Regions from separate parts of the Rattus norvegicus genome. Here region 2 is linked to region 1. Evidence: chromatin contacts called from public Hi-C data. All regions are on one chromosome and are shown on one strand. The core of a region is the stretch at or near the end of the contact, and the rest is flanking DNA. Distances in the headings are between cores, read along the strand shown. Region 1 overlaps Slc4a4 (solute carrier family 4 member 4). Region 2 overlaps Slc4a4 (solute carrier family 4 member 4).

What was found. Hi-C and Micro-C count contacts between places; a contact is called where the count stands out from the background.
Region 2: a contact with region 1 is called in a Hi-C map of liver, with 2.8 times the contacts expected there. The contact joins two enhancer-like sites. A contact is called at or near these places in 2 of 12 Hi-C or Micro-C datasets (kidney and liver).

The regions. Positions count from the first base shown.
Region 1 is chr14:19,147,154-19,152,003 of GRCr8, forward strand. It overlaps Slc4a4 (solute carrier family 4 member 4), which reads right to left. Exons shown (of 26, transcript NM_053424.1): 20 at 4,500-4,572. Among named protein-coding and RNA genes, the nearest start is that of Gc, 230 kb to the left of the region's middle. Within about 2 kb of position 2,233, at least 5 of the 93 cell types and tissues checked have an H3K27ac peak or open chromatin away from gene starts, as enhancers often do. A contact at or near this core is called in liver, where this site is marked.
Region 2 is chr14:19,310,464-19,315,443 of GRCr8, forward strand. It overlaps Slc4a4 (solute carrier family 4 member 4), which reads right to left. Exons shown (of 26, transcript NM_053424.1): 5 at 73-233. Among named protein-coding and RNA genes, the nearest start is that of Slc4a4, 160 kb to the right of the region's middle. Within about 2 kb of position 2,193, at least 6 of the 93 cell types and tissues checked have an H3K27ac peak or open chromatin away from gene starts, as enhancers often do. A contact at or near this core is called in liver, where this site is marked.

The sequences.
Region 1 (4,850 bases), core at 983-3,482:
TATAGATCAGTGAGACAACTTGTTTGTTTCTCTTTTCTTTTTTTTTTCCAGAGCTGGGGACTGAACCCAGGGCCTTGCACTCTACCACTGAGCTAAATCCCCAACCCCAACTTGTTTGTTTCTCATACTCTGAGCATTCATACCTAGAAAGCTCTGATAAAGACTAGATAACATCTCACCAATTAATTGATAACATAGCAACTAACAAATGATAAATGTAGAACTTATGCCATCCTTACCATGAAACTGCCTGCCATCCCCAACCACTGGTCTTTCTGTTCCCTCAGTGATAGGTGTGTGTGTGGGGGGGGCGGTTTGGAGAAGAGATGGCTGGGGGACAGGGAGAGCTGGCTGAAAGGGCTGACTTGAAGTCCTGTTTTATTTAATTTTTAATACACTGCACTTTCAGCTAATCTGGTTTTGGCAATATGTTACTAACACAATGCCCTAACTCTCTTAAGCCTTAAAAGTCTTTGCTGATAAAGAAGCCAGTGGTTCTCAGATGACTGGGATGAGGTCCGAAGAGGACTTTATGAAAGTTGCACAACTTTTCCCACATAAGAAGTATTCCAAATGAGATCAAAGAATCTGGGAAAGACAATATTATGGAAAAAGAAAATAGAGATTCTTTGAAGGCTAAGTACCGCGTTTTATTTTGATGGGCACACATTATACAAGGTTATAGGATTCGTTTTATACTAGACCTTTCAGAATTCAAATTTTGCCTCTCCAGTCTATGCTTATTGAAGACTAGTGACTTTTTTCATATTTTTCCTATCTCTAGAGTAGAGATAATTATTCATATAGTTCTCACAGGTACTGCTGGCTATATTTTTAAAATCTGGAGTGATTCTAGAATCTGAGGCCAAGCTCGACAGACTACGGTTTTATCCTCACACTCGTCATCTGCACCATGTTTTACCTGCTTCCCTGGGTCAGGTCTGTGTGGGAGATCAACAAGTATCTGCCAGGTACAAATTAAAGGCTCTCTTCTACCCTTTGGTGCACTAACCGAGTCTTAAAGATAACTTCTGGCCACACCTCACGTTAAAGATAAACTAATCCAAGCACGGGCAGCAGAAACGGCAGTGAACTTTCCTTGATCTTTACTTCTTGAGTCTTGCCAGGAAAACAGAGAGTCAGCTCAGGGAACGGCCTTTCATCTCTGTGATTGCCACTTACAGGAGAATGCTAGCAGTAACCGGCGGCAGCCTTTCCACTGTGGAAACTCGGGGAATGCCACATCGCCAGCCTGGGAAGCCAGTTACTCTTACTTCCCATCGGTTTCGTGCTAAGCAGCTAAGTGATTTGGTGCAATGAGGCATCGTTGACTATAGCTGGTCGGGGTCAAGGGGTACCCTCATGAACTTAAAGCTGGCACACTATAATTCCTTGCACTCCTCCACATGAAAGGCGGATTTCGGCACAGAGATCAAAACAGAGGCCATAAACTTCACGTTCAAAGGATCCTTGCACAAGTAAGCAACCACCTATGATGCTTCATGCATGCAAGAAAATTGCTCAGCTCATCGGAGACCATTAAACTTGTAAGGAGAAAGAGTTGGGCAGGGAAGGAGTTGAACCATTTCATTTAAAAAAAAAAAAAAAGAAGTCGCACATATCGCTTGTTCCCATCCATTTGATCTAACTTTCAAAGGCAGGGTCTTGAGGAAAACTATTCCCTGAACTTGTCATCTGTTGCTTTAGAAAACAAAAAAGACACAGTCACATGGAGGTCAACCCATGACACCACTTTCTGTGTGAATTTGTGGGTTAATTATTAATCGTACCCTTTCCTTAGCCATGGCTTACATTCCCGTTAAACTGTACCCTTAACATCTGCTTCTTCCCGTATTGACTTTGTAAATGCTTACGAGGCATCTCTGCTCCAAGCACGCAACTTGCCGAACATCGGCAGTGGGGTGGGCGCAGGATCTGAAATGGAGGTCTTATTGGGAGATGTGATTCCTGAAGTAGGGAAGGACTAACATACTCAAGGGAGGAACAGAGGCTCCTGAACAAAGGCTGCTTCATTCCTACTGCTTATCTGTAAGGTTTTCCACAGTCTGCTGTGAGCTAGACTAGCAAAACAATTTCATCCCCCTGAATTTAGAAAGAACCCCGCCTTAAATAAAAATGTGTGCTGAGTTACGTTTTTCACTAATGGAGGCGGTGACTCTTCAGGCTAATCAAAGTTGCCAGATAGAAACAGCCGGAGTGATGCAAGCTGGCGGCCCAGTAAAGCAAGCCAAGGCACGGGCAGGAACGGGACAGCCGAAGGGGAGTTTCAAGCTCTGCCCATGAGCTCTGATCTTGTTCTGTACACATTACAGTGCTCCACATACATGTGGGGTAAACGGGTTCACTTCAAAAACCCCAGGGCGTTTCTCTTCAACACCTCCACAGTTCTACTTGGGGGCAGGGTGGGGAATAGCTAGGAAGACCTGTTACCAGGTACGAGTTTGTCAGTCTTTCTAAAGGTGGCAATTTACATGGTAGTTGTTTTATCTGTCCCTTCTGAACCATGCACGACCACTGGAAGGCTCCCCATGATTAAAGCCAGTTTTTCTGTAATACAAACAGAGGAGTTTGTATACAACTCCCTTTCCAAAGCAGGGTTTTATACTGTTTTAGTGAGAACAATCTAGAAGACAAAATGGAAATTTGGCTGATGGGGTGTAAATCTAAAGACTGAAAGGATGTCTGCCTGCCCATCTCTCCTTAGATACGTCTCTCTAGAAGGTTCCATAAAAGCAAGGCTGCACCGAAGCAGTGTAACAATACATGAGCCTACCTGGAGGGGACTGATGCTTCCTGCAGTCCAGGATCTTAACTGACCACAGTGACCTCTCTAAATCCAGTCTCACTGCCTTTGAGACAAAGCTGTCTCTAAACATCTCCACTAGTATCATATCCTGGGCCCTGCTAGGGAAACAGAAACTCCTATCGCCTTGGGTAGAATGTGCAATGAGTGCTTCAAACCCACTAAGCCTTGCACATAAAGCCACCTCCTTGAATTGATAGACCTGACCAAGGGTTTTTCTCTGTCCCTATAGGACACAGGCCAGAAACAACTTCTCGGACACCATTTTAAACCTGAGTTTGACTGTGGGCTGCCTGAGATGCACCAGTGTTCATGACTCTGTTCAGAAGTTAACCAGATAATGGAAACCATGGAAACCCAGAGTGAGCAGTTGGATAATCAAGTGCCCTAACTATTTCTAATTATTTCATACCAACTGTAGGAGATGAGTCTAGCTACTTAAAAGGCAAAGTGAGTCTCCATATTCAGATGTTATAGCTGCCTCCTCTATATCTCATTGATTGGCCACTGATAGAGACTTGCTAATCTGAAAGAAACAGAGAGCTTTCGCTACTCACTACTCCATCCAGCAACTGTTTTAGACTCGTGTGCTATCCCTCTATTACTTGTATAACAAAAGGATTCATTGACATTTGTTTGTTTGTTTATTATTTTGTTTTTCATGACAGGATATCTCTGTGCAGCCCTGGCTGTCCTGGAACTTACTCTGTAGACCAGGCTAGCCTCAAATTCATAGAGATCCACCTGCCTCTGTCTGCCTCCCAAGTGCCAGGATTAAAGGCATTTGCTACCACTGCTCAGCACAATTATATTGTTTAAAAATGAAGTTTTTCAGTTGGAAAAATGTAAGGTATTATTAATAGGGTTGCTCAGAGTTGTTGGATCTGTGTGAAATTTTGTGCTTCACACAGTAGTACAGAAGATAAGGTGCAAATAACTAATAATTGGTTAGGGATGTTTTTGTAATAGAAAAAAAAGAGAGAAGCTGGCTTATATCACAAAACCAGGAAGCTTAATGAGCAAAAGCATTGACTTCCTCTGTGGTTCTTTTTCTTAAAGGGGCCATTGCATGCATGTTGCTGTCTACATAGATGCCCATGCTGTCAATCAACCTATATGCTGATGTGTAACCTCGTAAATGTTCTACCATGTAACGGCTCTTCAAAAGTTCATCTCTAAAGTTTTCCAACGACAAATCAGTCATTTTATTCTTATTTCCCTTTCGGAGTTAATAAGCGTTTTGATTCAAGGAAAAACAGAAACATGGTTATTGTTAAAAATAGGGCAAAGAAATTAACCATGACCTGTTGGGTGTCTGGCAAGGGGAGGGACTTAGGGACAAGCAAGTAGATGGGATGGATAAAAGACAAAGGAAGCACAAAGCAGGCATGGAGAGGAAGACTAATCAGATAGACATGCATGGCACCGCCCTTCTACAGGTCAGGAGAGACTTCAACATTGGGGATGTCAGACGGTTCAAACCAGTAACTGCAGAAATAATAGTGAGGGAGGAAGTAAGGAATTTGTTGGGAAATCGAGGCACGTATTTTTAAATTTTCTTTCCTTATTGGCCCCTGCTTCCAGGTGCTATGGAATGTGGCAAGCATTTCACACCCATGTGTCCAGGTATCAATGTTCCAAAGACGAGAAAGCTGTGACTATTTTATATCTTTACCTTCAAGATGGGAGCCATAAAGACTGACAGGCCAGTCAGAATAAACACAAGGGTTCCAGTGACTCGTTGTTCTCTGAAACAAAATCCAAAGACCATCAGTCTAATTTCTACACAGACCTACAGAGAAAGACCAAATCGGTGTTGAACTACAGCATCAAAGGTCTTGATATAACTCATATATACAAAAAATGTATATATTCAATATAAGTGTAAACTTTTAAAAATGTTGAAAACTATTACAATATATGATTGGAACTCATGAAGAAAAAACAAGTGACTCTTCTAAAGTTTTTGCTCCTTTCAGAACCATAAAAGAAAGATCGCTTGCTCTTGGTCCATGAATTACTGGCT
Region 2 (4,980 bases), core at 943-3,442, 160 kb after region 1:
GCTTACCCTAGCGGGCTTCTGCATTGAGGGGCATTCCTGAACGACAGGAGGGGCCTGAAGTGGCATACTCACCCACCAGCTGTGGGAGAGAGGAGGCCTCCCGGTCAAGCATGATGGATCCTTTCTCCATACATGTCCTCAGCTCAAACAAGCTGTGCAGGGACAAGGTGGCCACATGGGGTTTGCTCCATCGCTCCCCACCCTGTTCCACTTTCTCTTCAAACTTAATCCACCTAGGAAGATGAAATCAGGGAGAAACAATTAAAGAACTGCAACCTTCCCTGAAGGCGGCTCTGACCCCTGCCCACATCCCTGACCAGCACTTCCATAATGTCTCCTCTCTCTGCCTCGATAGCTTACTGACTCATCGACTCTGTCACTGCCAGGAATCCAATCACCAGATCACTTTCTCTCAAAAAAGAAAAAACAAAATGGACCAACGGAGTCCAAGTGACCTCTACCACCATCACCACCCTCCCCGTATAACCAGGAAATCAGTAAAAATGAATTCCTAAGTGACTTTTAGATGAGATGGGGGAAGGAAATAATCATGGGTGGCAGAGGGAGGGAGGGACCTGGGTAGGAGAGGGGAGGGGGAGAGGAAAGGGGAACAAGATCAGGGATTGGTGGAAGTGGGGGGAGGGCAGGCAGGAGAGAAGTCCAGAGGGCAAAAAGAATGAATGGAAATATGCAGCCTCAAGGGGTGGGAGGTGGGGGGACCCTCTAGAAAATACCAGAGACCTGGGAGGTGAGACTCTCAGGATTCAATGGGGGGTGACCTTAACTACAATCCCCAACATTGGAAAGAGACCACCCCCCCCCAACACACACACACCATAGATAGACAGGGCCTCAAGTGGAGGGACAGGGTTACTAACTCACAGTCAAAATTTCTGACCCAGAATTGTTCCTGTCTAAAAGAACTGCAGAGACAAAAATGGAAAAAAAGACTGAAGGAGAGGTGGTTCAATGACCGGTCCAACTTAGAATCTATCTCATGGGGAGGCACCAAGGTCTGACGGTCTTACTGATGCTATGATGTGCTTGCAGATTGGAGCCTGGCATGGCTGTCCTCTGAGAGGCCCAACTGCAGCTCACGGAGACAGAAGGCATACTTATACCCAACTATTGGACTAACGTCGGGGACCCCTATTGTTGAATTTAAGGGAAGGATTGAAGAAGCTGAAGGGGACACCGTGACCCCATAGGAAGACCAGCAGTCTCAACTTTTCAGACCCCAGGGAGCCCCCAGAGACTGAGCCACCAACCAGGAGCATACAGAGGTGGTGAGAGGCCCCTGGCAGTGGGAGAAGATCCACTTAATCCTCTAGAGACTTGAGGCCTCAGGGAAGAGGAGGCCTGGTGGGAGCACCCTCTCAGAGGCAAGGGGAAGAAGGAATGGGATGAGGAACTGACTGAAAGGGCAACAACTAGAACATAAATAAGTCAGTTAATTTTTTAAAAATATAAATTAAAAAATTTTCTCCAAGTAGGTAGTTCCTATAATTATAAAACCAGACATCTCTGCCAATATTCTCTTGTGACCTTTAGAGTGGGTTAGTTTAAGTAGCAACAAGAAAGCAATGTTTAGCTCAAATGGAAAATACCCAGTTGTTGATACTTAATGAGGTCCATGCTTTACCATGTCTGATGCCTCTGCCTCAGCTGGCATATGGGCCTCTCACTGAGATGCTAATAGAAACTTCACCCTTCCAGCCAGGCTCCACATATGTTTAAAATGAGCGAGCTCAGTGGACCACAGATTCACCGTGATGGACGACAGTCCTCTAGTAACCTCTGCGTTGGGACAGACAACCCTCACCCACTTCTGCTTGCCAAGATGTGTAGACAATTTTGAAAACAGAGAAAGCAAAGCTTTTTTTTTAAGTTGGAGGAAGAAAAAAAAACACATTTGGAAGCCTCATAATTCGTGTGTCACTGCACACAGACTCTGCTAAGCACCTCAAAGAAACAGGACGCGTCCCTACCGCGCCACCAGCATTCACCTGCCTTGCCCATCAAGCCTCTGAAGGATGCTGGAAAGGGAATGACGGGGTTAAATTTTGTTTTCCTACATTTCTCACCCAAGGGTTTAATGATTGAAAAACATTTTCCTAGAACAAGCTAAACGCTCACCTAACTCACTGCAGATAAGAACAAAGGGCAGGCATCGGAGGAAACCAGAGGAAGCGCTACATACTGTATTATTTATAGAACTCTTATCAACCCCCAGGGAGGGGAAAGACGCTCCCTGCACAGACCACAAGTGAAAACAGATCAAGAGATCAGCCATCGTGTCAAAGAAAAGCTTAGGATTTTTATCACACCCAATGCTCATTGACTCAAAAGCATTTTCCCGTATGCCTCCACACTCCTCCCAGGAGGCCCCTCGAAGCCAGGCAGCTCCTCCCTGTCAATGGTAACGTCTATGTCCAACCTCTCAATGACTAGAGGCCCCGTTACCCTGTGTTCTACCCAGCAAAACCAGCAAGAGGTCTTGACTTTTAAATGTGGATCTTTTTACCTCTAGAGTTTGAAAGCCACAGCTCTAACCGAGTGTACATATGAGCAAAGCTAAGTGGAATAATGTAGACAAAAAAAGTCATGAAGTAAGGGGGCCTCAAAGAGGGGAAGGAGAGGCAAGTTGGTGTAGATACAATACTCAGGTATGTAATCCTCAAAATTATAATACTAACAATGCCTTAAATAACAAAGACGTTTAAAGGTCAGCAATATCACTGTAGAGACTCTAAAACTTCAACAGTGAACCTGGTTTATTTCCACAGAAGTAATTGAAACATTCCTGAACAAAATGAGAAACTTCTATCATGCCCCCCTGTCTATATGTGTTGTTAGACTTAACATTTTCTTCATCTTTGGTTGGAATAATTTCCAGAGAAACAGAAGGAGCTAGAAGTCAATGACAATTTTTATAGCACACACTTACAATATTTCGTGGCTATCAGCAAGCCAATAATAAACAAGGAAAGCAGATTACTTCATAATCAATTAGATGATTACTGTGATGCTGTTAACTTTGGGCAGCACCTTCTCCTGCTTTCTCACGGGATCTTTAAGTTATTCTGTGAACAGTTTAATTATATCTGTCTTACTCCATAGCTCCAGATCAGACTCCAGAAGATGAAAGAGTCCATGGTAAATGGTTTCGGATCTCAGGGCTACCCAGAAATAGACCGTCTATGGAAAATAGAGTGGATACCTGTTCTGGATTTCTAAGAGTATTCTCAATAGCTGAGAATCTTTGAAAACAGAATGTAAGCCAAAGATAAATGACAAGGGTCATCTAGAAGCTGTAACGTGTAATGTTTCAGACAGCTTCATTCATTTCCCGTACCTTTCTTCTCCTGCCCTCAGGATGTGCCAGAGACCTGGGATGGGGAGGGCTCCCAGGAGTCTATAGGGAAGACTTTAGCTGAGACTCCTAGAAGTGGGGTTATACAACCTGAAGTGTCTACTCCTGTAGCCAGACAGGACCCCCAGTGGAGAGATAAAGGCAAAACCCTACCTACAAAATTTACAACCCCCCAAAAAATAAAGAATAAAAATAAAACAAAAAAACAAAGCTTACAGCCAAAAATTTCTCCTTTCTACAAGAAATTCAGGGACAAAGATGGAGCAGAGACTAAACGAATGGCCAACCAGTGACTGCCCCAACCTGACAGCCATCCCAGGGGCAAGTCCTTTATCTTTCTTAAATGAGTTTCGGTTTATCAGTTGCTGTCCATCTGTATAGCTTGAATGAGAACTCATCATTTCAGTCACACACACACACACACACACACACACACACACACTAAAAAATAATATTTTGTTAAACTTTTAGGGGTTTGGGTTTGGGGTAGTTGTCAGGTTGAGTTTTTGAGATATTCTTACTCTGTAGTCCAGCCTAGCCTTGAACTTATGGCAATCCTCCTGCCTCAGTCCTCCATGTGCTAGGATTATAGGTAAAGTCAGCATACCCAGCTTTCTATGTTGTAATTCTAGTACCCTTGGCAAGACCTTTTGCAACTAGGAAGTACCATCAAGAGCACATTGTCCCCACAACTGTCTGTGAGTCAATGTGCTGAGCCCAGTCTTGGACTTTACATACTCCAGAACAAGGAGAAGCAAGTTTCTACTGTGTGTAAGAGATTTCGTTTATGGTATTCTGTCAGTGCAGCCTGAATAGCCCAAGACAGTGCTCGATTAGCTAAGCAATGTAAGCTTAAGAAAATTGGAATATTACTCAGCTATCAAAAACAATGACTTTATGAAATTCGAAGGCAAATGGTTGGAACTGGAAAATATCATCCTAAATGAGGTAACCCAATCACAGAAAAACACACATGGTATGCACTCATTGATAAGTGGATATTAGCCCAAATGCTTGAATTACCCTAGATGGCTAGAACACATGAAACTCAGGAAGGATGAACAAAATGCAAATGCTTCACTCCTTCTTTAAAAGGGGAATAAGAATACCCGTGGCAGGGAATAGAGAGGCAAAGATTAAAACAGAGACAGAAGGAACACCCATTCAGAGCCTGCCCCACATGTGGCCCACATATATACAGCCATCCAATTAGACAAGATAGATGAAGCAAAGAAGTGCAGGCCGACAAGAGCCGGATGTAGATCTCTCCTGAGAGACACAGCCAGAATACAGCAAATACAGAGGCGAATGCCAGCAGCAAACCACTGAACTGAGAATAGGTCCCCTATTGAAGGAATCAGAGAAAGAACTGGAAGAGCTTGAAGGGGCTCGAGACCCCATATGTACAACAATGCCAAGCAACCAGAGCTTCCAGGGACTAAGCCACTACCTAAAGACTATACATGGACTGACCCTGGACTCTGACCTCATAGGTAGCAATGAATATCCTAGTAAGAGCACCAGTGGAAGGGGAAGCCCTGGGTCCTGCTAAGACTGAACCCCCAGTGAACTAGATTGTTGGGGGGAGGGCGGCAATGGGTGAAGGA